4 separate regions of the Mus musculus genome follow, and all the other regions are linked to region 2. A link is a contact called in public ChIA-PET, HiChIP or PLAC-seq and promoter capture Hi-C data. All regions are on one chromosome and are shown on one strand. The core of a region is the stretch at or near the end of the contact, and the rest is flanking DNA. Distances in the headings are between cores, read along the strand shown. Region 1 holds the start of Slc39a4 (solute carrier family 39 (zinc transporter), member 4). Region 2 holds the start of Oplah (5-oxoprolinase (ATP-hydrolysing)). Region 3 holds the start of Mfsd3 (major facilitator superfamily domain containing 3). Region 4 holds the start of Zfp707 (zinc finger protein 707).

Region 1 (5,648 bases), core at 246-2,745, 310 kb before region 2:
CACCACACCACACACACACACACACACACACACACACACACACACACACTCACCTATGCAGTGAGCTGGCTGGGAATGAGCAGGAGAGGCAGTGTTAGCTGCACGAGGGCTGGCTGTTCTGCCTTTCCGAGCTCAGGCAGGTCCCTCCTTTGAGGGAGAGATCTAGGGAAGCCAGAACAGCCAGGCCTACACAAAGACTTCTCCCTAGGGGATACAGGGAAAGAAAATCAACCTAGTCTTAGCTCTCAGCTGCCCAGCAATGAAAAGAAATAAGAAAGGCAGTTTGGGTATATGGCATCTTCAGAGCTCCATGTAGGGAATGCTCTCAGGTTGGCTCTCCCAGTTCCCAGTCATAGTTCTTCCATAGGACCAGCAAGGATGCTGCATTGCAAGGATGCTAGCCATAAGAAACATTGACATGTGTATGTTCGGAACAGGTCTGAAGCAGTTGACCCGTGAGCTCAAGGATACTCAGCTAGATTCTTTCTCCACCCTGCCCTACCCTCCAGAATACTAGGGGACAGAGTTCGTTAGGCATTAGGTTCATACTCAGCCACACCCCAGAGGGCTAGGGTCAGGACTGGTGTGAACTTGAGTGGAAGAAGGCCACAGTGCCTCTGGGGCTACCCAAAGCCCTCTTCCAGAAGGCCAAAATGCCTTGTGACCCGGGAATTGTCAGTTCCTGGAGATTCCAACCCCTCCTTCAGCCTGCCACCTGGATAGAGATAAGGCTCAGGGGTCAAAGGCTGGAAGGCTCAATGGGGGAGGGGCACAGCTGGGGGCCCCAGCCCTACCTCCTTCTTCTTATGCTCAGGCTTTAGCGCTCACAACAGGGCCTCAAACTCCTACTGCTCAACTCGAACTCTTCCAAGCCCCAAAAGTTGGCTAGGACCAAAGTCACATCTTTGTTTCCTGTTTGTCTAGGTTGGGGCTTTAGCCATTTCCTGGGGATTTTCCCCGAGGGCTGGGGGTGGGGGAGCATGACGCAGCAAGTACCCTGCAGAAATCTCCCATTGTAGCCCATATTGGACCCAGCGGCCTTAGCTCAGGAGCCAAGAGCAGCACCCCCACCCTCACCCAGGCTACAAGATTTGGAATTTGTCTAAGCTGCTTGGGCTGAGAGGCAGCTGGTGAAGGGTGGAGGGAAGCCTAAGAGCTCTCCTGAAAATGTCAAATAGAACGCCCATGTTTGACTTGATAACATCTACGCGCTCAAACCTTTAATCCCCCTAGCTTCTGGTCCAGTGGCAAGGTAACAGGCGAGGGTGATCTGGGCTCTTCAGGGAACAGAGGAAGCCCTGACTGGCAGTTCAGGGTGTGACAGGTTCAAGCCGCCCACCTAAGGACAGGGACCCACCTTTAGCTCCAGCCCCAGGAGGCACCAGCTCTTTCTCCCCAGGCTTTCGGGGAGGATCTGCCACTGGAATGGCTAACCCAGCAGCCAATCACAGAGCCCTGTAGGAAATATCTGGGAGAGGTCTTGGAGCTAGGGCCAAGGCAAGTTGAACCCAGCTCCAGTCTGGCCCCGGACAGTCCCAGCTGTCTCCAGCTAGCCCAGAAGTCAGCACCTCTACAAGGAACGCTTTTGGGGGCCTGAGGCGTGATGCTCCCAAAGTCGGTCACACAGGGACTTGTGTTGGCTCTGCTGGTGGGCACAGTGGCAGTGGCCCGGCCCAGGAACCTGCTCAGCCTGCTCGCCTTGGGCCAGGGTGCTCTGGATCGCCTGGAACTGGACGGCCTGTTAAATACGCTGGTGGCCCGTGTGCACTGCACCGACGGGCCGTGTGAAAAGGTAACACCCCCACCCGATGGGTCCCCCAGCCCCGGCCCCTTCCTGCCCGCTCCACCCTGTGGCAGGCACTAAAGAGATCTGGGCAAACTCCAGGAGGCGGGTCTGGAGGCTGGTGTCTGCACCTGCTGGCAGGCTGGAGCCTCCCTTCCGTTTCTGGGGGGCTTATACAGGCCTGGGCCTCCATCCTGGGACACACAGCTCCATTCCCCCAGGCTATCAAATTTGTGGTGACTCACAGTGACCACTCTCACCTTCAGGATGGGGGAGTAATTGCTGGGGACCCCTTTGTGTAGGCTCCTAGTCAAGCTAACTACAAGGGGCAGAACATGACATAAGATAGCTGATAGAATCCATGCCTGTAGGCTATGCCTGGTAGGCTTAGTCTAGCTCAGATCCTGTCTGTTTGCCCACAGTGTCTGTCTGTGGAGAATGTCTTGGCTCTAGGCAAACCTGACAAGCCACAGCCTGCCCCAGAATCAGTCCTGGAGTCCAGACACATTATTTACCTTAGTGCTGCTGCTGCCCTCTACCTTAACAACCCAGAGAAAACATGCAAGGACATCCAAGCTGGCCTCTTGGCCTCCCATGTGGACGATTACCTGGCCACACTGGAGAGTCCAGAGGCCATGACCCTGGGTCTGAGCCAGCTACTGCAGAAGATTGAGGCCCATGCTGCCAGCCAACCCACCGGGGAGAAGGTGAGGGCCCAGACAGCTTTTGGGGGATAATGACAAGGACCTTAGTGCCATGGAAGGGAGGCTGCCCCAACAAGGGAGATGTCCCACGTGCAGCCTCATTGGAGGTACTTAGGTGGGAATCAGTCTTGTGCACAGTTGGTAGAACGGGGTCTGCGGGAGTCTGGGGGAACCCTTTGGGGGAAATGACAGTCAGGAGAGCTCTGGGGCCAAGGTCATAGGCCACAGTGAAGGGTGTGACTAGCTGGGGCAGCCTAGGTTTATGGTATAGGTAGCTGGTTTAGGGACATAGGCTGATGTCTTCTGTGAAATCTGGGAAGTAACTTGAGGAGGTTGGAGCCGGGCAGTGGTGGAACACGCCTTTAATCCCAGCACTGGGGAGGCAGAGGCAGATGGATTTCTGAGTTCAAGGCCAGCCTGGTCTACAAAGTGAGTTCAGGACAGCCAGGGCTATACAGAGAAACCCTGTCTCGAAAGAAAGAAAGAAAGAGAGAGAGAGAGAGAGAGAGAGAGAGAGAGAGAGAGAGAGAGAGAGAGAATGAACTTGAGGAGGTTGGGAGTTGATGGGAGACCCAGGCAGTGAGGTGGACTCCTGAAGCCAATACTGAGGGCAGAGTTGAAGACAATCTCTTTTACAGACCTGTGTAGATCTTCCCCAACTGCTGGAGGAGGCTGAGGCAGCAGGGGTTTCCAAAAGCGCCGGCCTGGTCTTGACTGCCTTGCTGGATCATGTCATTAATGGGTCCTGCTTCCAAGGCCTGCCTAGCCCTCAGTACTTTGTGGACTTTGTGTTCAGGCTACACAGTAGTGACCCTCCCAATATCACGCTGCATGGTGAGGCCTAGGCTACGATCGTCAGCCGCTACTCTTGGGGAATGGGGGGACAAGGCTGGAGCTGAGCGCACTGACTGCACTGTTTTTGTTTTTGTTTTTTTGTTTTTTGCTTTTTGTTTTTTCTTGCTAGAACTGGAGAATTTGATGCATCACCTTGGGGTGGGTGGAGAGGACCACAGTGACCATGATGACCACGGTGATCATGCTGACCACAGTCATCCGGACAGGAAAGCCAGCCACCAAGACTCTGAGCTCCATACTCCCCACAACAGCAACTCTAGTGTATGGGACACGGTACGCCACTCATGCCATTCTGGAGAAAGAAGACAACCTTCCATGGGTCTGTTCAGACACCTGACTCCTGTCCTGTTCTCTTTGCCTCCAGCTGTGCCTGAGTGCCAAAGATATAATGGCTGTGTATGGGCTATCTGAAGAGGCTGGGGTGAGCCCTCAGGCCTGGGCCCAACTGACCCCTGCCTTGGTCCAGCAGCAGCTAAGTGGAGCCTGCAGCCCCTACCCCACTATCCGTATTCAGGACCAGCTCAGTCAAACAGAGAGTGAGTCCCCCGCCCTGGGTGCTAGCCTCAGGTTATTGGGCTCTAGAAGGGGGCATGAGTTGGCATTGAGGAATGAGGAACCACTAAAGGAGGAAGAGTAGTGGATTTCAAGGCTAGAGGGCCAGAGTAAATAGATTCCTGGCACCTGCTGACGGCATCTCTGTAGAGATCTTGCCCACTACATCCTGCTTGGCTGGACTTGTGGGGGATTGCCTGTCTAGGAAGCAGGGGAAATCTCAGTGTAGACTCACCCACAGGGTATCTCTATGGCTCGCTGGCCACCCTGCTCATCTGCCTCTGTGCTGTGTTCGGTCTTCTGCTGCTGACCTGTGCCAAATGCAGCACAGCCACCCACTACATCATGCAGACCTTCCTAAGCTTGGCTGTGGGCGCACTTACCGGCGATGCTCTTCTGCACCTGATACCCAAGGTCAGCCGTCACTCAACAGGGCCCCCCCCCCCCCACACTGCCCTTTTCCCAGCCTCAATCAAGCCTCTTGTAGCCCTGAAGTTCCCCAGTCAGTACTCGCCCCCTTCTCAGGTGCTGGGACTGCACACACATGGTGGAGAGGGTCACACCCATGAGGAGGAGGTGGGCGTTGGTGGGCAGGCCACCTGGCGCCTGCTGGCTGTACTTGGAGGCTTCTACATCTTCTTCCTGTTTGAGAGCTTCTTCAACCTCTTGTTGCCCAGGGACCAGGTCAGGCTCTGGGGAACCACTAGGTGGGATGGGTAAGGTCTTCACAGGCTCTGACCAGTTTTTCCACAGGATTCTGAGAAAGATGGGCCTTGTAGCCATGGTGGGCACAGCCATGGAATATCTCTGCAGCTGGCACCAAGCAATCTCCGACAGTCCAAACAGACCCATGAAAGCTCTCGTTCAGACTTGGTAAGAGGCAAGTCCTATCCCACATTGAGCCCTTTAGTTATGTATTTGCCTGGGTTCATTCTTGCTCCCGCCCCGGCGCCCCCCAGGTGGCAGAGGAGACCCCGGAACTACTGAACCCAGAGACCCGGCGACTGAGAGCAGGTGAGCCCCAGGGAGTTCCTGGGGGCACTGCAGATCTGGGGTTTGCCCTTAGGCGCGTGCAGAACCTGGCCTACAAGACCCACGCTTGCTATGCCCACAGAGCTGAGACTGTTGCCCTATCTGATCACACTGGGCGACGCGGTACACAACTTCGCTGACGGGCTCGCTGTGGGCGCCGCCTTCTCATCCTCGTGGAAGACTGGGCTGGCCACTTCATTGGCGGTGTTCTGTCATGAGCTGCCCCATGAACTCGGTGAGCTCTGGGACGTGGCTTGAAAGGGTGGGGCTTAGTGAGAAGAGCAATCTATTCTGGAGGTGACCAAGGCCAGAGAAAAAGGGACAAGGCCTTTCTATGAGAGAGGCATGTGATGGGATGGGGGTGGAGGGCGTGGCTAGATGTAGGATGGATTGCCGGACTGCCTTTGGGTGTGTCTGTCTGGGATGTGGGTGTGACAGGCATGGTGGGCTGTACCTGACCTGTGGGCAGAGTTCTCGCTGACTTGTTCCGTTCTAGGGGACTTCGCTGCTCTGCTGCATGCCGGGCTGAGTGTGAAGCGTGCGCTTTTGCTGAATCTGGCCTCAGCGCTCACAGCATTCGCAGGCCTCTACGTGGCTCTAGCAGTCGGAGTAGGCGAGGAGGGCGAGGCTTGGATTCTGGCGGTAGCAACCGGCCTCTTCCTTTACGTGGCGCTTTGTGACATGGTTAGAAAGGGGAAGAGCCTTATGTAGGGGTGGGGAGC
Region 2 (6,463 bases), core at 967-3,466:
CTTCTGAGTTCTCTTATCCAACGTGCGCCCAATCAGGGGTCTCTTATGTGCCCAATCAGAGTTCTCTTATCCAGCGTATGCCCAATCAGAGTTCTCTTATCCAGCCTGTGCCCATACGAAAGAAGCCACAGAAAACCCTAGCCCCAGGGAGTCTGGCCATCTGCTCCTTGCTGAGTGCTGGTGGTCGGTAGAGGGAGATAGTGCAAACCCAGGGATGAGGGTGGGATGATGTCTTGGGAGCCCGTGCAGGAGAGAGGAGAGGTTGCCTCTGAGGACATTGAGCAGAGTTGGAATAAAGTAACAGTCATGAGGATGGGGCAAGCTTTCTGAGCTAAGGGATTGTCAGTGCAAATGCCCTATGTGGCAGCCAGTGGGCTATGAGATTGATGCAGAGGAAAGAGGGTACCAGAGGTACTCTTGCAAGACAGAGTTTGAGAAAAGCTGTCTCCTGACTCTCTTTGGGTTCTCTCTCTCTCTGGGTTCTCTCTCTGGGTTTTCTCTCTCTCTCTGGGTTCTCTCTCTCTGGGTTCTCTCTCTCTGGGTTCTCTCTGGGGTCTCTCTCTCTCTGGGTTCTCTCTCTCTCTACACACACACACACACACACACACACACACACTTTTTCTCTCCATACTAGGAACAGAACTCAGGGCCTCTTGTATTCTAAACAAGTAGTCTACCAACTGGGCTACCATCCAGCCCTCTCCTACTTTTGGTTTTGAAATGAAAATCTCACTGAGTTATGTACCATAGACCTTACCCTGGCATCCACAAAATGAGAAAGGGACATGAGGACAGGTTTTGAATGCCCAGGGGCACCAGGCATTGCCTGACGTGTGGCGTGAAGCCCAGAGCCTACAAGTCTAATACATAACCAGCTTACCTGCATCCTAGCCTCCTAGGCCCAAGTGGGCCTTGAGAGCCAGCAGTGTACTTAGAATGGGGGATTTGGGTGTGTGCCCTAAGCTGTCTGATACTTGGCCTAGCACATGGGGAAAGGCCTTTGGGTTCAACTGATTTCCTACAGTCTTAGGAGCCACCCTTGAAGGTCAGCATCACCACCACACATGGCTAATAGTTTGACCTGCCCATGCCCCTTCACTTGGATGCTAAATGGCTCAGGCCTGACTTGAGCCCAGCCTCTACTCTGCTTGTAAAGGCTCTGACTTCCAACCAGCACAGTTGAGGCTCCCTGGACTCTGTCATAGAAAGAATAGAAATGCTGGCCTAGTAAGGAAGATCTGCTTTCCTGGGGCTAAAACCCCTCTAGGAACAGCAAAGCAAGAAACCAATTCTGACTCTCCTTGCTTATAAGTCTTGGTTGTCCTGGGGCCTCCTCTGTCTATGCACGTTCTCCTTGGAATCAAGCCCACTTACAGACTGACTAAATAAACAAGAGGGTTGCTGGGCGGTGGTGGTGCACACCTTGAATCCCAGCACTTGGGAGGCAGGCAGATTTCTGAGTTCGAGGCCAGCCTGGTCTACAAAATGAGTTCCAGGACAGCCAGGGCTATACAGAGAAACCCTGGAGAGAGAGAGAGAGAAGAGAGAGAGAGAGAGAGAGAGAGAGAGAGAGAGAGAGAGAGAAAGAGAGTAGAGGACACGGAGACTTTAACCAGTTGTCCTCGGTGAGGGGGAACACCAGTTCCAAATGTCTGTTGGTGTCACTACAGGAGAGACACATGAGGGTTTAGGTGTACTGAGCCATTTTTTTACACTGAAGGGTTGATTGTGGGATGTGTGCAGAGGCCTCTTGATCTTTGTGCCACTTTGCTGCTGAATAAGAGGCCCTCCTACCTTCCCTTGTTCCTTGCCGGGTCCTTTCCACCCAACCCATCTCCTGCCTCAGGTCCTCCCACTCTGGGGAACAGTCTGACTACATCAGAAATGTTGTTACATTAGGGTACAACCAGTTACTTAGAGACCTGAAGTTGGGTATCAAGGGCGTCCACTTTCGGCGACCCAGAACTTGCAGAGAGGTTCAGCAATTCCGAGAATCAAGGTGCCCTTGAGCCAAAGCGCTGGGTCCGCCCCTGCTGGCAAGGGCCACTCAGTCCCTCAATCCGTGGATCGCTCTGGGCGAAGGAGGAGGTGCTCAGGCCCGGCCCGCAATTACGTAATCCGGAGGGCCAGGCACGCCAGGCTTGTGTGTCTGTGTTTGTGTGTGTGTGTTGGGAGTGGGGGTGTGTTTCTCCAGGCCCCACCCCGAGGTGGGGGCAGGGCCTTCGGGAAGCGCAGCGGGACACAAGCAAGACTAGAGCGGATTCGGCTGCTGGTGGGGTCTGTGCTACCGCCTTTCCTACTTTCCCCCTGAGGGCTCCGCTGTACCTCCGCTCTTTTCAGCCTCGCCCCACTCTTGTACAGATTCTGTAGGGTTCCAGTGACTATAAAGCCTGGGCCAGGAAACTTGAGCAGAGTGGGGAGTGGAGCTATTTCTTACCTGCCCAGCCTAACTCGGGTGCCTTTCCCTGAGGAAAGAATCCAGGCTCCTCCCGCAAGAAAGGGCTCCGGGGTCCTTTTATCTCTAATCCAAGTACTGGCTTTCCATCGGCAGCAGGACTCTCAGACCTGTGCCACCGGGACAGTGGCTGGCATTTGGGCTTGCCTGGCTCTGACTCTACTCTGGCCACCCTATGACTGGGTCCTGCAGCTCCTGCCAAACCCAGAGCTACTCTATGACTCCTCCCCAGGGCACCTTCTAGACTCGGGATCCATTTGTTTCCCATCCCAGCCTCTTCTTAGAAACCTGGCCCCCCCTCAGTAATAACCCCAACCCCCCTCACTCCCAGTGACAGGCTCTTCTGTCCAGTTCTCCCAGGGCTACCAGCCGAAGAGCCACTGCTGGACTCCAGCTTCAACATCATGGGCAGCCCAGAAGAGCGCTTCCATTTTGCCATCGACCGTGGTGGCACCTTTACAGATGTCTTTGCCCAGTGCCCAGGAGGGCATGTACGTGTCCTGAAGCTGCTCTCAGAGGATCCTGCCAACTATGCAGACGCACCCACAGAGGGCATCCGCCGAATTCTAGAGCAGGTGGGCCAGGGCCAGTGGCGGGCAGAGGGGAGGTGTTAGGGAGACCCCAACCTGAGGTTCTCCCCCTGACTATGTGGTCCCCAGGAGAGGGGTGTGCTGCTGCCCCGAGGCCGGCCGCTAGACACCAGTCACATCGCCAGCATCCGCATGGGTACCACCGTGGCCACCAATGCTCTGTTGGAACGGCAGGGAGAACGGGTGGCACTGCTGGTGACTCGCGGTTTCCGAGACCTGCTGCATATTGGCACTCAGGCCCGCCCAGACCTCTTTGACCTGGTGAGCTCTCCCGTGCCAACTGGGCATTAGGTGAAGCTTGTGCACTCTTTCCCCTCCCCCAGCCAAGGTCTTGTGGGGAGGTCTGTGAAGCAATGGTGGCTAGTAGGCCTTAAGGAGACTGAGCACTGCTAGCAGGACCCGTGTCCTCATACTTCCAGACTGGCATGGGAATACTCTGCCAGTTCAAGGTGAGAACATAGAAGTTCCACCTTTGAATTCCTGGAAGAAGCTGCCCTCTTGAGGTAGGGTGCTGGTTCTCTAGTTCTTAAGGGCTTGGGCTTGGGTACAGAGAGAAGCCTTCTGGGTGGACCTTGCTGGGCCATTTTGACTGTCTCCTAGCTTTTTGGAACACATCCCCTTGGCCCGCACTGCGACATCATGCAGGACCCCATAGACCACTCAGGCCGGGGTCTCCTCTGAGCCTCTGCCTGCCCTCAGGCTGTGCCCATGCCAGAGGTACTGTATGAGGAGGTCGTGGAGGTGGACGAGCGAGTGCTGCTGTATCGTGGAGAACCCGGTGCCGGCTCTCCCGTCAAAGGTGCGCATGGTGCTGACATCCTGTGTGAGGTTCTTGGGGTAGGCAGAGCCTGGCAATTTTTTTGAATGGGGGCTTTGGGCTTGTTTCAGGCTGTACAGGGGACCTGCTAGAGATACAGCAGCCTGTGGATCTGGCAGCCCTGCGTGGGAAGCTGGAGGGGCTCTTGACTCGGGGCATTCACAGCCTGGCAGTGGTACTCATGCATTCGTACACGTGAGTGAGGGCTGTTTCCCGTGCGTGGAGACTGGATCTAGAGGAAAGCTGGAAAGGTGTTGGGTGGGAGGCACAGAGTCCCCCCCACCCAAACCCTGGGTTCTCGTTGTAGGTGGGCCCAGCACGAGCAGCAGGTGGGCACACTGGCCCGGGAGCTGGGCTTCACGCACGTCTCCTTGTCCTCGGAAGTCATGCCCATGGTGCGGATTGTTCCTCGGGGGCATACGGCCTGTGCAGATGCTTACCTCACTCCCACCATCCAGCGCTATGTGCAGGGCTTCCGCCGAGGCTTCCAGGGCCAGCTAAAGGTGAGGCCTGTTGACCACCGTGCTCCAGGCCCTGGCCTTGCTCCTGCCCAGCTCATCGCTGTCCGCTCTCCCCATTCATAGAATGTGCAAGTCCTCTTCATGCGCTCCGATGGTGGCCTGGCACCCATGGATGCCTTCAGTGGCTCCCGGGCTGTGCTCTCTGGCCCTGCTGGTGGTGTGGTTGGCTACTCCACTACCACCTACCAGCTGGAAGGTGGTCAGCCTGTCATTGGCTTTGACATGGGAGGTATGAAGGCTGAAGTGGGTGGGTGAGGGAAGACCTTCAGCTACCTAGCTGGAGGATGCTGGGGGCTCAGGTCTTGGGGGCGACTCCTAGCATCTTGTCTGCTGTTGCCGCCGCCATTAGGCACATCCACAGATGTGAGCCGCTATGCTGGAGAGTTTGAGCACGTCTTTGAGGCTAGCACGGCAGGTGTTACCCTCCAGGCCCCACAGCTGGACATCAATACGGTGGCAGCTGGCGGGGGTTCCCGCCTCTTCTTCAGGTCAGTTCCTACCTCTTCAGTTATAACCTCTAAGCTTCTTTATTCCACCCCCCCCCCCCGACCTCCCCATGCCTCTAATTCCTGTCTTTTATCCCCCAAGGTCTGGCCTCTTTGTGGTTGGTCCAGAGTCAGCAGGTGCCCACCCAGGTCCTGCCTGCTACCGCAAAGGTAAGGGCTAGCCACTGCCTTGCTGGACCTAGCCCCATGGTGTTCTAGGCCTGTCCCTGCTGGCCACTTGTGCCTCTCTAGCCTCCAACCCACACTCAGTTCCTTCTTCCCAGGGGGTCCTGTGACAGTGACAGATGCTAATCTGGTTCTGGGTCGCCTGCTGCCTGCCTCCTTCCCCTGCATTTTTGGGCCAGGAGAAGACCAGCCATTGTCTCCCGAGGCTTCCCGAAAGGCTCTAGAGGCTGTGGCCATGGAGGTCAACAGTTTCTTGGCCAGTGGACCCTGCCCAGCTTCCCAGCTAAGTCTGGAGGAGGTGGCCATGGGGTTTGTGCGTGTTGCCAACGAAGCCATGTGCCGGCCTATCCGTGCCCTCACACAGGTGTGTCCCCTCTGCCCACCATCACATGTCTGCCCTAGCCCTGATCCTATACTCTGTTAGACCACCAGAAATGGGTAGCACACGCCAGTTCATCTTGAAATGCCTTGGATAACACAATGACTGGGCACTCCTAATCCTTCCCCTGCAACGCTAGTCAGGGGAGCAGCCAGAGGCCAGAGGCCAGAGGCCACTTACTTCCCTGGAAACTCGCATAGCTGGTTGGCTTTCTCCTCGATGCTGTGTTCCCTTCTTCCTCTTCCCCCTAAGTGTCTCAATCCTCTTCCTCTTTCCTAGCCTGTGGGAACCTGGAAGTCCTGCCTTTCCCCCTCCCCAACCCCCACGCACCCCAGCCATTGGCCACTGGCATCTTTACTGATAGACCAAAAACCAATCGGGAGCTAGGACCTTCAGCATCAGTAAACATAGATTCTCAGTCAAAGCGATCAAAGCATTGGAACTACTTTCTACAGAAATGGGACAGGATGGGGGGCTGTCACGTGTATGAAAGATTATTTATTAGCCCTTCCTGGATCACCAGGCACGAGGCCACGACCCCTCAGCCCATGTACTGGCTTGCTTTGGAGGAGCCGGTGGGCAACACGCTTGTGCCATTGCCCGGGCCCTGGGTATGGACACTGTGCATATTCACAGGTGGGTCTGCATATGAGCATGTGCCCTTAGCCGAGGGAATTGGCTTTGAGGATTGTCCCCACACCGCCGCACCACCCATTTCTGCAGGCACAGCGGGCTGCTGTCAGCACTGGGACTGGCCTTGGCCGATGTGGTTCACGAAGCACAGGAGCCCTGTTCCCTGTCTTACACACCTGAAACCTTTGCACAACTGGACCAGAGACTGAGCCGCCTGGAGGAGCAGTGTGTGGATGCCCTGCAGGCCCAGGGCTTCTCTAGGTAAGTCATGGACCACCGAGGAGCACAGCACTGGCTTTGTCTCCACCTCCCCTTTGGTTGGATGCCACTGGATGACTTCCCAGATGTTCCTGAGTCTTTAGGACAAGGGTCTCACAGCGCCTGAGGAAGCAGGAAA
Region 3 (6,442 bases), core at 2,159-4,658, 390 kb before region 2:
AGAATAAGAGCTGCTGGCCATAAACTCCTTTGTTCCTTGGGCACAGGTGTCCCCCTTTGGCTGCATGCCAGGCCAAGTGGCCACCTAAAGACACAAGTCAGGGCAGGAGCTCCTTAGAGTTTGGTGTGGTGGAACTGGCAGACTCGATGGGCTGGAAGTTGGCCTCTGTACGGCAGGCTCTCCACCAGCTGAAGTGGGACCCAGAGCCAAAGAAAGGTATGTATGCCCACCACTACCCCAGGCTGGGCTGTGCTAGCCAGCTGTTCCCCTCCGACCCACACACTCGCTGACAGGCGCAGCACAGGGCACCGGAGTGCTTGTGAAGTTCAGCGAGTTGGCCTTTCACCTGCACAGTCGCGGGGACCTGACAGATGAGGAAAAGGACCAGATCTGTGACTTTCTGTACAACCGTGTGCAGGCTCGTGAACACAAGGCCCTGGCCCACCTACACCAAATGTCCAAGGCCTTTCGAAGGTGGGAAAGAGGTAGGCAGGGCCTAGGCCACCCGCTCTGACCCCATGGGCAACTCTTGACAGGTCTGTCTCGTCCCCAGTGTGGCCTTTCCCAGTTGTGGACCCTGTTTAGAGCAGTCTAATGAGGAGCACAGCAATCAGGTGAAGACCCTGGTCAGCTACTACTTTGAGGAAGAGGAGGAGGAGGAAGAAACTATGACGGACACTCAGGGTCCAAAACCTGGGCAGACTCAGGTAAGTGCCACACCTCTGAGGATAGTTCTTAAAGCTTGGGACAGTGACATGGCCCCATTCAACCCTGACCCCACAGTTCAATCCCTGCTTGGCTCAAGGTTTCCTTGGCTGCTCCGGGTGTGATTTTACATGACAGATGCTATGGTAGCTCAGATGAGGTTACATGCTATCCTCCCACAGCTTCAGGACTGGGAGGACCAAATACGCCGGGATGTCCGCCAGCTCCTGTCCCTGAGGCCAGAAGAAAGGTTTTCAGGAAGGGCTGTGGCCCGCATCTTCCATGGCATTGGTGAGGGCCACGGGGTTGCCTGGTGCCAGCGGGGGATGGGTATTAGAGCCAGCTGAGTCCTCAGGCCTGTGTTTCTGCTCCACCCTAGCGAGTCCATGCTACCCAGCCCAGGTGTATGGGCTGGACCGGCGCTTCTGGAGGAAGTACCTACACCTGGACTTTCATGCCCTGATGCACCTAGCTACAGAAGAGCTCCTGCTGAGAGGCCGATGACCACCTTACATGGGAGGGTGCCACATGATTGAGGCATGAGGCAAGCCAGACTGTGGCCACTACTCCGAGGGTGTCAGGCTCACCAAGGCCATGATGTGGCCATCACTGACTGTCAGGCAAAACCTTCTGGCTGCAGGAAGGGGATAAGAAGATCCAAACTGCAGAATAAAAAGCATTCAGTAATTTTATGTGCTTTCTGGTAACATAGCCTTCAGTTTGAGGAGAGCTGCATTTCCTGTGTCCCAGACATCCAGGCCATACATAGCTTTATTGGCTTTATAGACAGCCCTAACCAACATCCAGCTCAGGTCAGGTTACTGGGTGCCAGGCGGAGATCCAGAACAGGCAGGGCTGAGAGTACAAGGAAGACAGCAAAGCAGAGATGTGGGCCTAGGCTGTCGGCCAGCACGCCGGCTAGGGTACCTGGGAGCAGCTTGCCCAACAGTTCCAGAGTGGCCAGGAAGCTGTAATGTGTAGCCTAGGAATGGTAATGCAGATCAGGGCCGAGTGACTCTCTACCCCTGCAGTCCCTGGGCATCCCTACCCTTCCCTCTTACCTGCAGGGCTCTGGGTGCTAGCTGGCTACAGTGCATCATCACAGTGAATGTGGCAGTGGTGACCACACCCCCAAAAAACTGTTGTAGACATAGGCTTAGCAAAACTGCCCCTGGAAGAACAAAGAAAGGTCAGTGGGAGCCTGGGTTCCTGCCCCCTACCCCCCAATGTCCACCTCTTACCTCTCATGACTGTGCCAGGGTCCACGCTGGCCCCTGGGCTGTTGAGGTGGAAGAGCAGAGCAGTCTGGCAAGCCAAACTCCCAAGGCGGAGCTGCAGCACTGTCTTCAACAGCTTCAGTGGCTGCCTGGGGTGGGAATTGAGAGATGCTATGGTAAGATCACCTGGGACACCGGTGGAATTGAGGGTCAGGCTAGGGTTGGGGAGTGCTTACCAGTGCCTGGCCAGTAGAGCCCCACCCAAGGAGGAGCCAGCAATGGAGCAGGTCACAGCACCCAAGCCACTCCATAGCCCCAAGTCTGAGGCAGAAGCACCATGGTCCAGCAGGAGAAGTGGAAACAGGCTGCCAGCACCCTGCTCACCTACAGGAGACCGTAAGCAAGGATGGCCCCAGTCTTTCTTCCAGGAGCCTCAGTACTCCAACCAGTCAGGCCCCTGGTCCCCTTCATTTTCATGGGCCCCAGATGTTAGAAGAGAAAGGGCTGGGCATTGGCTGGAGCTGAGGGAAGTTAAGAGGTGAAACAAAACTGAGCTACAGAGCTCTGGGCTGGTATTCCAGCATAGGGCAGTCCCCTGAGTGGGTTTCAGGGCCCTAGGGACCAACATAGAGTTTGGGCTCTAAGCTCGATGGTAACTAACTGCAGGCCTCACTCACCCAGCTTGTAGGTGAGCACAAAGCCCGCTGTCCAGAGGGTCCCAGGCACAGCCAGCAAATCTTGTAGAAGATAGGAGCTGTGGGGTGTATGCTCTGAGGCCTGAGGCCATGGCAGCCTTCCCAAGGCTGGTGCAGCCCAGGCTAAGGCAGCAGCCAGCCAGTAGGTGGCAGCTAGGAGCAAAAAGAGCAGTGGCCAAGAGAGAGTGGGGAAGAGGACCAACAGTCCACCCCCAGCCAGTGCTGATCCCAGCTTGTAAGCGACCACCTGTACAGTGTTCCCAGGTCCCAACTCCTTTGGCTCTAGGAGTTGCACAGCGAGTGTGTCCAGAGCCACATCCTGCACCGCTGCACCCAGATTCAGCAGCAGTAGCAGCCCCATCACGGTGGTAGGTAGCCCTGTTTGGCCAGCTTGCGGAGGAGGCAACACAGCCAGCAGTCCACACACCAAGCCCAGGGACAGTGTGCTGAGTGTTAACCAGACCCGCGGGGTGCCCCGCCTGTCCACCAGCGGTGCCCACGCCAGCTTTAACAGCCATGGAGCATACAATCCCTTGGTTAGACCCACGCGCGTTAGGGAGAGGCCACGGGCCCGCAGTAAAATGGGAAGCAAACTGGACTGCAGTCCATAGGGCAGACCCTGCACAAGATAGAGGCCGGCCAGCGGCAGCAACTTCCCATGCATGGCCCGTTCGTGGTGGGATCGGACGGCTCAGGATGAACAGTCAGGGTCTGGTCCTCCTACATAGGGCCGGGGACAGTCAGGCTGTAATCCCGACACGCACACTGGGACCAGAAATCCCGGAAGTACCGAAGCTGGGAGAAAAATGCGGAGCGATAGACCGGTCCTATCGCATGGTGGGACCGCAGTCTTGCACAGCCCATAACTACCGGCATGCTTTGCGCAGGGGTCAGGGTGAGGGAGAGGCGGGGCAACCCGGGCTGGGGGTGGAGCCAACCCCCTACTAGTCCTCAATTGGCCTAAAACCCAAATGTTAAGCAGGTTACTGATACCTACACAGACCCAAATCATCTGCTCTGGCGCCCCTCGTGCCAAACCTGGACACGACAGCCTGCTGCTCACAATGCCAGCGGGTAGATGTGAGTGGCTAGGAAGGAAGCTGAGGTAACAGGCTGGTCTCAAAGGTATCTTCCTGTCTGCTGAATGGATACCAGATCCGTTCCAGAAGAAGCATTTTCACTTTAGCGGTTTTTTGTTTGTTTGTTTGTTTGTTTGTTTGGTTTTATGTGTGTGTGGATAGGTTTTCTTTATAGAACTTACTTTGTAGACCAGGCTGACCTCAAACTCAGTATCTTCCTGCCTCTGTCTCCCAAGTGCTGGGATTAAACGGGTGCGCCACCACTGGCGGGCTCACCACGCCCAGCTCCCGAAGCATTTCTAATACTTAGCTCACAGAGCCAATACTTTGCCCCACAATGCATTTAGCACTGCTCCCCATTCCTTGCTGAGACTGTGGCTTCAGAGCTGCCCCCAGGTCAGTGACCACAGAAGCAGGAGTTTTGTGGGGAAGGGCAGGACCTAGTCAGCTATTGCCCGTGATACCCACTTCCTTTTCAGTATTCAGTGAGGGTAGTTAGTCCAGACCACGTGATTCTGGCTCTGCAGGGAAGGCTCATGCCCAGTCTCTCCCCCTTCTCAGAGTTGTGCCCTCCCAAGTCCACAATGAGACTGTTAAATGAGGCCTTGGGTTAACTGACTCAATTATAGTAGATAACTGGGTGGAACTTCTTTTGTGTTTGGACACAGTGTCCAAGTCCTAGCACCCTGGCACTGCCTTGCTTCCACGGAGGGGCTATCCTGCCACTTCCAGATAGTCTCAGGATCTAAGTGTTCACATCTATAAAATGGGTTCTACTTTTGGGGCATGATTGTAAACCCCTATAATTTTGCTCTTCAGGCTGAGGCAAGAGAAGAATGAGTTTAGGTTGCCCTGGATACCTTAGCTGTTTAAAGGGGTGGCAGGCAGGATATAGTTCAGTGGTCCTGAGTCCAATCCCCAGTACCACAAAACTTAGGGGATGGAGGACGGCTTTGCCTACCGCAGAGGAACACTGCAGACCAAACAAGTTGAACCCCAGCAGTGTCTACTGTGCACAGGGGCTCATCCTGAGCCTCCCAGTCCAGGATGTATCTTTCCATTAGCACACATCTGCCCCAAGGGTTCCTAAATGTGCTTTGCAAAAGGACCTCCCCTGCTCTGCTCTGCCGGAGGTGGGCACCGCCCAAGCCCTTGCTGTCAGTCCTAACTTGGCTGTAAGAGCTGAATACCTCCCTACTGTGGTTGGCACACACGGCTGTGTCCCGGAGCAAGGTTACTGTTTCTGACACAGCCTCTGAGGTCTCTTTCCCCTGCATTCCCTCAGACCTCACCCCCTCCCAAAGTGGTTCTGTTGCGGCCCTAAAAGGCAGATGCTCTGCCGTCACACCTTTTACTGGCATGTTAGTTGATTTTATGTAACCGATCATCACATGCCCCACACTTAAGACTGAAGACCTAGCCCACAGATGCACTGTCTCAAGCCAAATGTAGGAATGACGATCTGGAGGGTCCTCCCTTCCCTGGGAACCATCCTTAGCAACTCCTCTAGATGCCGTTTCCAGTGTCCCTTATGTGGAGTCTGTGTGTCTACACAAAGCCAGTCAGGTGAGTCAAAGCTGGGGTCACCCAGGCAGCCACCTCAAATCAGGCCTACACCCAGCTTTATTAGGGACCTGCAGGGACAAGTACCCAGACCCTATGCAAAATCAGAAATAGTGAGGGCTCCCAAGGACCCTCAGTTTGTTGAGTCAGAGAGCATCCAGTGTGGCCCTAGCAGTGGCTTCAGGAGTACTCATGAGTGAATTTAGCATGGAAGTGCCTCAGTTTCTCCAGCAGCACCCGCAGTTTCTCCATGGGGGGCAGAATGGTCATCCTGAAAAGGACAAATGGTCAGCGTGAAGTACAGGTCCATTAGTGGCAGGGTCAACCCATCCCGGGTCTCACCGGAAATGATAGGTGCCCTCCTGCTGCCCAAAGCCACTCCCAGGCACAACGCAGATGCCAGTCTCTTCCAGGAGGCACAGACAGAAGAACATGTCAGGGGCCAGGCCCAGGTCCTGGGGGTCAGGAGGGTGGTCAGCTCACAGCCTGGCGCCAGGCCCACACCCTGCTCGGCCCCCATGTAGCCCTGCATGCCCCACCTGCGCACGCTGCACTGCTTTCAAAGGCAGCTGAATTTGAGGGAAGGAATACATAGCGCCCTGCACCGGGTTGCAGCGGATCCCGGGGGCCTCGTTGAAGACCTGCTCCGTGAGTTTAGCCTTGGCTGCCAGTTCAGCCAGCACCTCCTGCCTCTCCTGCAGTCACAGGAGGGAATCATGGAAGAGGGTTTCAACGTGTCCCTCTATAGTCCCACCCAAAGCCGGATCACCAGGTATCTTTGGCCTGGTCTGGTCTGCTCACTGCTTGAAACTGCTTGAAGGACGGCTCCGAGGGGGTTGGCGGACTGACCACCATGCCCATCAAAGCCTGGCCCGGCACTGGTGGACACAACCGCACGCTCATCAGTTTCGCCATCTGTTTCTGCACCTCGGCATCCATGTTTACCACTTCCACATAGCCACCACGAAACCCGCACCTGCCCAGGAGAGCATGAGTTGAGGCTGGTCTGGGAAGAGGGTGCGCCACCGTGGCAGTGACTGAGAGTCCTCTAGCCCTCCCCGCTTCACCACCACCACCACCACCTGAGCCTGTACGCACTCGCCCATGTAGCCCTTAGAGACTGAGTGGAAAGACGCGAGCTCCTGCTGCGTGGCATATGGTGGCCCCATCTCCGTGAGCACCT
Region 4 (6,282 bases), core at 1,066-3,565, 340 kb after region 2:
AATCTTTAAAATTAAATTAAAAATTAAATTTAAAGTCTGTAGGATTAAATTTTCTTCATAAACTCAAGGTAGGCAGGGAAAGACTCTGTTCACAGGACACAGAAAACACCAAGTTTAAAAGAAAAAAGTTGGGGGTGTGTGTGTCTGGAGAGATGGCTCAGTGGTTAAGAGTTCTACTCTGCTTTCCCAGAGGTCCTGAGTTCAATTCCCAGCACCCACACGGTGGCTAAAAAACATCTTTAATGGGTTCTGATGCCCTCTTCTGGTGTCTGAAGACAGCTACAATGTACTCATAAATAAAATAAATTTTTAAAAAAAGAAAAAAAAAAGTTGGGTCAGCAAGATGGCTCAGCTGGTAAAGGTGATTCATGTCACCCGAGTTCAATCCCCTAGATCAGTATAGCCCGAGGAGAGGACCTACTCCCACTAGCTGTCCTGATATGAAGAGTGGTACACGTGCCGGTCTACACTCATATATACATGCAGTAAATACAGTTTTCCAAGAATAACTGCTGGGGTAGGTCTATAATCCAAGCACTGAGTGGCAGAGACAAAAGCAGCAAGACTTCAAGGCCAGGCCAGGAATGGTAGCCCACACATTTAATCCCAACACAACTCTTGAGATCCAAGCCAGCAAGACCAGAACAGCCAGGGCAATAGGCCCAGTCTCAAAAACAAAAAGATCATCAAAAAAGTCCAAGGCTAGGCCTCATCTCTGCTGCATGATAAAGTTCCGACCCAAAAAAAACCCCAAAAAAATCAGTTCAGTTTAGAGAAGAAAGGCTTATCTAGCTTACGATTCCAAGTTACCATCCCGTCAAGGCAGCTAGTCATATCAGTCAAAAGCAGAAGAATGAACTAATGCAGTTTTAGAACTCACCTAGCTTTCTCTAACCTTCCACAGTCCAGGACCCCAAATCTGGGTCCGCTCATATCAATTAAGCTAATCAAGGCAATTCCCCACAGGCATGCCCACAAGCCAACCGGAACTAAATAATCCCTTGAAACATTCTTCCCAAATTACTTGATTGCGTCAAGTTGAGAAATTAACCATTACACCAACTTTGACGAAAAAGCTATGTCAAAGACCGTTTGGGATAGTTAAAAAGCAAGCCAAACAAAACAACATTTAATGAAACCAACAAGAGAGTTTCTGATTCTAAAAGGGAGTTAGAAAGATTAAAGAAAGATTAAAAGGCAAGCAACAGAGAAAGAATTTCCAAATCGTTTTCTGCCAAAGAACTAGTATCTAGAATCACTTCTAAAAATTAACATAGAAAGAGATAACTTTTTTTTTTTTTGGGGGGGGGGGTTGAGACAGGGTTTCTCTGTGTAGCCCTGGCTGTCCTGGAACTCACTCTGTAGACCAGGCTGGCCTCGAACTCAGAAATCCGCCTGCCTCTGCCTCCCAAGTGCTGGGATTAAAGGCGTGCACCACCACTGCCCAGCTAAGAGATAACATTTTAAAAGAGAGAGAGAAAAAAAAAAAACCTAACTAATCTTAACACTCAGGTGACAGAGGCAAAGGGGTCAGCACAAGTTGAGGCCAGTCAGGCTATAAATTATTTTAACAGCTATCACAAAAGTTGCGCCTAGAGGCATTCAACCTTGTGACATTGCGACATAACTAACCAACCACCTACACTGTGCTGATATGCATTCTTATCTATACTCGACTAGCAAGGCTGCAAATTGGGACACACCTGGAAGACCCGAAGCTCGGGAAACACAGGTCTGGGTAGTGACTGCCAACCACAAACTCTGCATGATAAAACCAGAATATATATTTCTCATCTGAACACCAGAACTGGTGCCACAAGCCTGGCTGGACTTCAAGGCCGGAGAGCAGGGAGTGTGGGAAACACTAAAACAGAAAGTTGTAGTCCTGGAAAGCAGGAGCAGACAGACCCAGACTGAGACCCTAGGACCGCCGGAGCGCGGTACCTGCCAGAAGCAGGAAACCCGAGCGCCCGTGCCAAGGGGACCCAGGTGGGCGCGGGGCCAGGGATTGGGGGTAGAGGGTCCGAGCTCACCGGAGGAGCATCGCCGTTAGCTCGCTCGGGAAGAGCGCTGCCCCGTCGGAAGCAGCGCTCTCGTCGAGCTTCGCCGAGAGCAGCAGCTGCAGCAAGACGCCGGCGCATCTGAAGGCCGCGGGGGATGCCGGGGGTAGGGTCGGCTTCAGCGCAAGCGCAGTGGCGCGGAGCAGAGCAACCCAAAGCAGCACCACCGTCGGATTCCCCAGCTCCTGCACCTTTAAACGTCAACTCCCGTGCGCGCCGCACTGACTTCAACTCTCCAGCGGAAATACGCCAATCAGAAGCGTCTTCCGGCTACTTAAAGGGCGGGGCCAGATAAAAGGGCGGAAGTGTGCGCGAGCCCGCCCCCAGGGGCCCAGCCCTTCCGTTGATATGGGTGGTCTGTGGGTTTTTTTTCGTGTGTTCCTGAGCCCACTGGAAGGAGGTGTTTGTTTTGATGGGCTTGGGGGACAAGGTTTCACTGTGTTGCCCTGGCTATTCTGGAACTCTCTTTGTAGACCATGTTGGCTTCAAATCAGAAATGTCCATGCCCCAGAGAACCTATCTCCAGTTCTCAAGCAGCCAGAACCATCAACATTCTTTGTTTGGAATTTGTCCTATGGCTGTCTAAACTGATGTTTGCCAGTTTGCTTCATGTTAGTGGCATGGGTCAGGATTTCCTACTTTGTTCATTGGGGTCACTGGACCCTTAGGCCACTGTGATGCCAAATTTAATTTGAAAGATGCAAACTTATTTGTAATTCTAATTCTAGTTTAGGCAGCCTTCGTCCCACCATAAGATAGCTGAGCAGATGGAAAGGAAGATACGTCCTTTCCCCTCTGAGCAAGATGGCTGGGGGATGTTACCAAGTTGACACCACTTTCACGTGAAGTTATCAGCAGACAAGCTACAATTAATATTGTTACAACTGGTCATGGAGCTCATGGGAAGTCCACCGTGGTGAAGGTTATTTCTGGAGTTCACACTGTCAGATTCAAAAATGAGCTAGAAAGAAACATTACCATCAAGCTTGGACATGCTCATGCTAAGACTTATAAACTTTGATGACTCAAGTTGTCCTAGACCAGATCATGTGGAAGCAGTACACCAGATAAGTTTCCTACATACATTCTGGGGGCCAAAGGGAACTTCAAATTAGTCAGACATGTTTCCTTTGTTGACTGTCCTGGCCATGATATTTTGATGGCTACGATGCTGAACAGTGCAGTAGAGATGGATGCAGCTCTTCTGTTGATAGCTAGTAATGAATCATGCCCTTGGCCCGAACACCTGACTGCTGTAGAAATCACGAAACTCAAGCATATTTTGATCTTACAGAATAAAATTGATCTGGTAAAAGAAAGTCAGGCTAAGGAACAATATGAGCAAAATCTCGCATTTGTGCAAGGAACGATAGCAGAAAGGGGCACCAATTATTCCAATTTCTGCTCAACTGAAGTATAATATTGAAGTTGTCTGTGAGTATATAGTGAAGAAAATACCAGTGGCCCCAAGAGACTTTACTTCAGAGCCCCATCTCATTGTTATCAGTCCATCTGATGTCAACAAACCTGGCTGTGAAGTCGATGACCTTAAGGGAGGTATAGCTGGTGGTAGTATTCTAAAAGGAGTGTTAAAGGTATGCCAGGAGATAGAAGTCAGACCCCGTATTGTCTCCAAAGATAGGGAAGGAAAACTCATGTGTAAACCAACCTTTTCCAATATTGTGTCACTTTTTTGGGGGAAACATAATGATCTTCAGTATGCTGCCCCAGGTGGTCTCACTGGAGTTGGAACAAAGATCGGCCCCACTGTGTGCTGAGCTGGTAGAATGGTGGGACAAGTGCTTGGTGCAGTTGGAGCGTTACCTGAAATATTCACAGAACTGGAAATCTCCTATTTCCTGCTTAAACGTCTTCTGGGTGTACGTACTGAAGGAGACAAGAAAGCAGCCAAGGTCCAAAAGCTGTCTAAGAATGAAGTGCTTATGGTCAACATAGGATCCCTGTTGACAGGAGGAAGAGTTAGTGCTGTTAAGGCTGATTTGGGCAAAATTGTTTTGACCAGTCCTGTGTGTACAGAAGAAAGGAGAAAAAATTGCCCTTAACAGAAGAGTTGAGAAACACTGGCGTTTAATTGGTTGGGGTCAGATAAGAAGAGGAGTGACCATTAAGCCAACTGTAGATGATGACTGAAGACTCCAAGTTAAACAATGCCTTGGGAAAGAGTTGGAATTTCTTTTAATAGCCTATGGGGTATATTTTCAAAACAATACTAGAAAGAATTAATTTCCTAGCTCATTATCTTACTACTAGCTATCTATGTTTATTCTTATATTTTGGCCATGAAAATGTGACCTCTACTATTTTTTCTTTTTATTGATTTCTTGTTTGACATCATGTAGCCCCATCCCACTCATCCCCTCATATCCGACCTTTGCCCTTGCAACCTCCTCCAAAATAAATAACACACAAACAACACAAAAGAAAGAGAGAAAGAAAGAAAGAAAGAAAGAAAGGAGAAAAGAAGAGAAGAGAAGAGAAGAGAAGAAAAGAAAAGAAAAGAAAAGAAAAGAAAAGAAAAATACAGAGGGAAGATCTAAAAGGAAAAAAGCAAAAGGTAGAAATAAGATTGGTCTTGTCTGTTTGGTTTTTGTTAACAAAATCTCTTTTGTTGTTGTTGTTTTTTGTTTGTTTGTTTGTTTTTCGAGACAGGGTTTCTCTGTATAGTCCTGGCTGTCCTGGAACTCACTTTGTAGACCAGGCTGGCCTCAAACTCAGAAATCCACGTGCCTCTGCCTCCCAAGTGCTGGGATTAAAGGAATGTGCCACCACACCCAGCATTGTTAACAAAATCTCAATTATTGGATTTTACCAGTGAAGACTCCAGAACTAGATACTGGTGTGAAAGCCTGCCAGTTTCCTAGAAGGAATCCCCTCTCTTAGTCCCCCAAAACTTCCAACTCAATGTTCCTCCATCCCTATTTCCTGTGTATCTCTCTATTCACCCTACTGTTTACTCTTGTTTTTTTTTTTCCTTAATAATCCTATATTCACTTCCTGTCAGCTGGTTGCTTAGTCCTCCTCTTGACTTACAGTTGACTTCATTTAATCCTATTTACAATAATCAAGCAGAAAGCTCTTGGATAATAGGTGTGTGCTAAAGTTGAGTCGCACCACAACTAAAAGCAGTTGTTTCCAGTAAATAACATAATCTCAGGGTTCACAGTGTGATTAAACATCGTGTAACACTTGTTAGCTGGCAGAGGTAGCTTATCCCTTTAATCCCAGCCCTCAGGAAGCAGAGTCAGGTGGATCTCCGGGAGTTCCAGGACAGCTAGGGCTACAAACAAAAAGACTGTTCTAATCAAAGTTACTTTCTTCCTGAGGCAGAGACACACTATGGAAGAAAACAAAAAGTAACAACTCCAGGTTGCTCTTCTGTAAAGATTAAAGGCTAGGGAACTGGGAACTCTACTGTCATGCTCACGGAAATCCACCCTCTCCTGATTTCCCAAAAGGTCAGATAACAACCTCGTTTCCTTTGGTGCCTGAGCCTTGATTATGATTGACACCTTTGTTGAGTCTGGCCAGCTAAGGGCCCAGGGCAGAAGCCTAGTGTGAGCCAAATGATGGCCTCCTGTGAGTTTTGTTGAGCAAGAGAGCTAAGAGCAATACGTGTACATGGTCTGTTTGCATTCACTACTTTGGACTGTGTATTCAGAAAATCGAAATTCTTGGATTTCCTAGATTTATGTGTCGATTCTATGACTAGTTGACGAATTAACAGTCTCCACATCTGTACACCTGTGCTTAAGCAGCAGCCCTAGGGGTTCCAATGCCCCCTGTCCTCACCAAGCATGTTATTGCTCTACTTGGGGTTGTTTCTGGGCTTTTTGTTTTGCTTAAATTGTAACCATCATAACTGTTGGTATTCTGTCCACCCCCACAGTTACCTGGCAACAACCAGGTAGGCCTGGCCCACTACAAAAGGGGCTGCTTGCCCCCTCCTCTCTCGCTCATTCTCTTACTCTCTTGCTTCTTGCCTCCTTGTTCCCCCTCTCTCCCCATTCCCTTTCCCCTTACCCCTCTATCCACGTGGTCATGGCCAGTCTCTCTCTCTCTCTCTCTCTCTCTCTCTCTCTCTCTCTCTCTCTCTCTCTCTCTTTCTCTCTCCTCTCTGTCTCTCGCTGTCTCTGTCTCTGTCTTTCACTCACCCTTTCTCTGCCTCTACTACCCTCTTAACTCCCCTCCCCATGTCCTGAAT

Evidence for each region. Promoter capture Hi-C pulls out the DNA fragments that hold promoters and counts their contacts. ChIA-PET counts read pairs in DNA pulled down with a chosen protein or histone mark. HiChIP or PLAC-seq counts read pairs in DNA pulled down with a chosen protein or histone mark.
Region 1: a FOXA1 HiChIP or PLAC-seq map of pancreatic cancer cells shows a contact between it and region 2. The contact joins the promoter of Slc39a4 here to the promoter of Oplah in region 2. A contact is called at or near these places in 1 of 39 promoter capture datasets (stem cell-derived epiblast-like cells), 1 of 115 datasets of contacts at active chromatin or transcription factors (pancreatic cancer cells) and 2 of 9 other capture datasets (adipose tissue and pancreatic islet).
Region 3: a contact with region 2 is called in a promoter capture Hi-C map of liver, with 2.5 times the contacts expected there. The contact joins the promoter of Mfsd3 here to the promoter of Oplah in region 2. A contact is called at or near these places in 1 of 39 promoter capture datasets (liver), 1 of 484 Hi-C or Micro-C datasets (liver), 1 of 115 datasets of contacts at active chromatin or transcription factors (microglia) and 1 of 9 other capture datasets (liver).
Region 4: a contact with region 2 is called in an RNA polymerase II ChIA-PET map of memory CD8 T cells, with 21 read pairs. The contact joins the promoter of Zfp707 here to the promoter of Oplah in region 2. A contact is called at or near these places in 1 of 39 promoter capture datasets (liver), 2 of 115 datasets of contacts at active chromatin or transcription factors (memory CD8 T cells and pancreatic cancer cells) and 1 of 9 other capture datasets (liver).

The regions. Positions count from the first base shown.
Region 1 is chr15:76,612,717-76,618,364 of GRCm38.p6, reverse strand. It overlaps Slc39a4 (solute carrier family 39 (zinc transporter), member 4), which reads left to right and starts at 1,495. Exons shown (of 12, transcript NM_028064.3): 1 at 1,495-1,792; 2 at 2,206-2,490; 3 at 3,126-3,321; 4 at 3,452-3,615; 5 at 3,707-3,878; 6 at 4,136-4,308; 7 at 4,420-4,578; 8 at 4,648-4,767; 9 at 4,854-4,908; 10 at 5,009-5,161; 11 at 5,423-5,610. The coding sequence starts at 1,604.
Region 2 is chr15:76,303,042-76,309,504 of GRCm38.p6, reverse strand. Oplah (5-oxoprolinase (ATP-hydrolysing)) reads left to right here and starts at 2,216. Exons shown (of 27, transcript NM_153122.3): 1 at 2,216-2,277; 2 at 2,807-3,030; 3 at 3,115-3,306; 4 at 3,745-3,844; 5 at 3,934-4,057; 6 at 4,170-4,365; 7 at 4,447-4,612; 8 at 4,733-4,871; 9 at 4,972-5,039; 10 at 5,153-5,418; 11 at 5,957-6,069; 12 at 6,157-6,327. The coding sequence starts at 2,860.
Region 3 is chr15:76,698,508-76,704,949 of GRCm38.p6, reverse strand. It overlaps Mfsd3 (major facilitator superfamily domain containing 3), which reads right to left and starts at 3,408. Exons shown (of 5, transcript NM_027122.3): 1 at 2,600-3,408; 2 at 2,159-2,306; 3 at 1,947-2,071; 4 at 1,767-1,876; 5 at 711-1,687. The coding sequence starts at 3,281. The coding sequence ends at 1,514. It overlaps Gpt (glutamic pyruvic transaminase, soluble), which reads right to left. Exons shown (of 11, transcript NM_182805.3): 7 at 6,358-6,442; 8 at 6,061-6,235; 9 at 5,799-5,954; 10 at 5,602-5,714; 11 at 5,275-5,530. The coding sequence ends at 5,440. Recql4 (RecQ protein-like 4) reads left to right here. Exons shown (of 22, transcript NM_058214.3): 18 at 47-216; 19 at 294-474; 20 at 554-707; 21 at 888-996; 22 at 1,085-1,397. The coding sequence ends at 1,209.
Region 4 is chr15:75,965,156-75,971,437 of GRCm38.p6, reverse strand. It overlaps Zfp707 (zinc finger protein 707), which reads right to left and starts at 2,315. Exons shown (of 4, transcript NM_001347040.2): 1 at 2,034-2,315. The coding sequence starts at 2,141. It also overlaps the pseudogene Eif2s3x-ps1.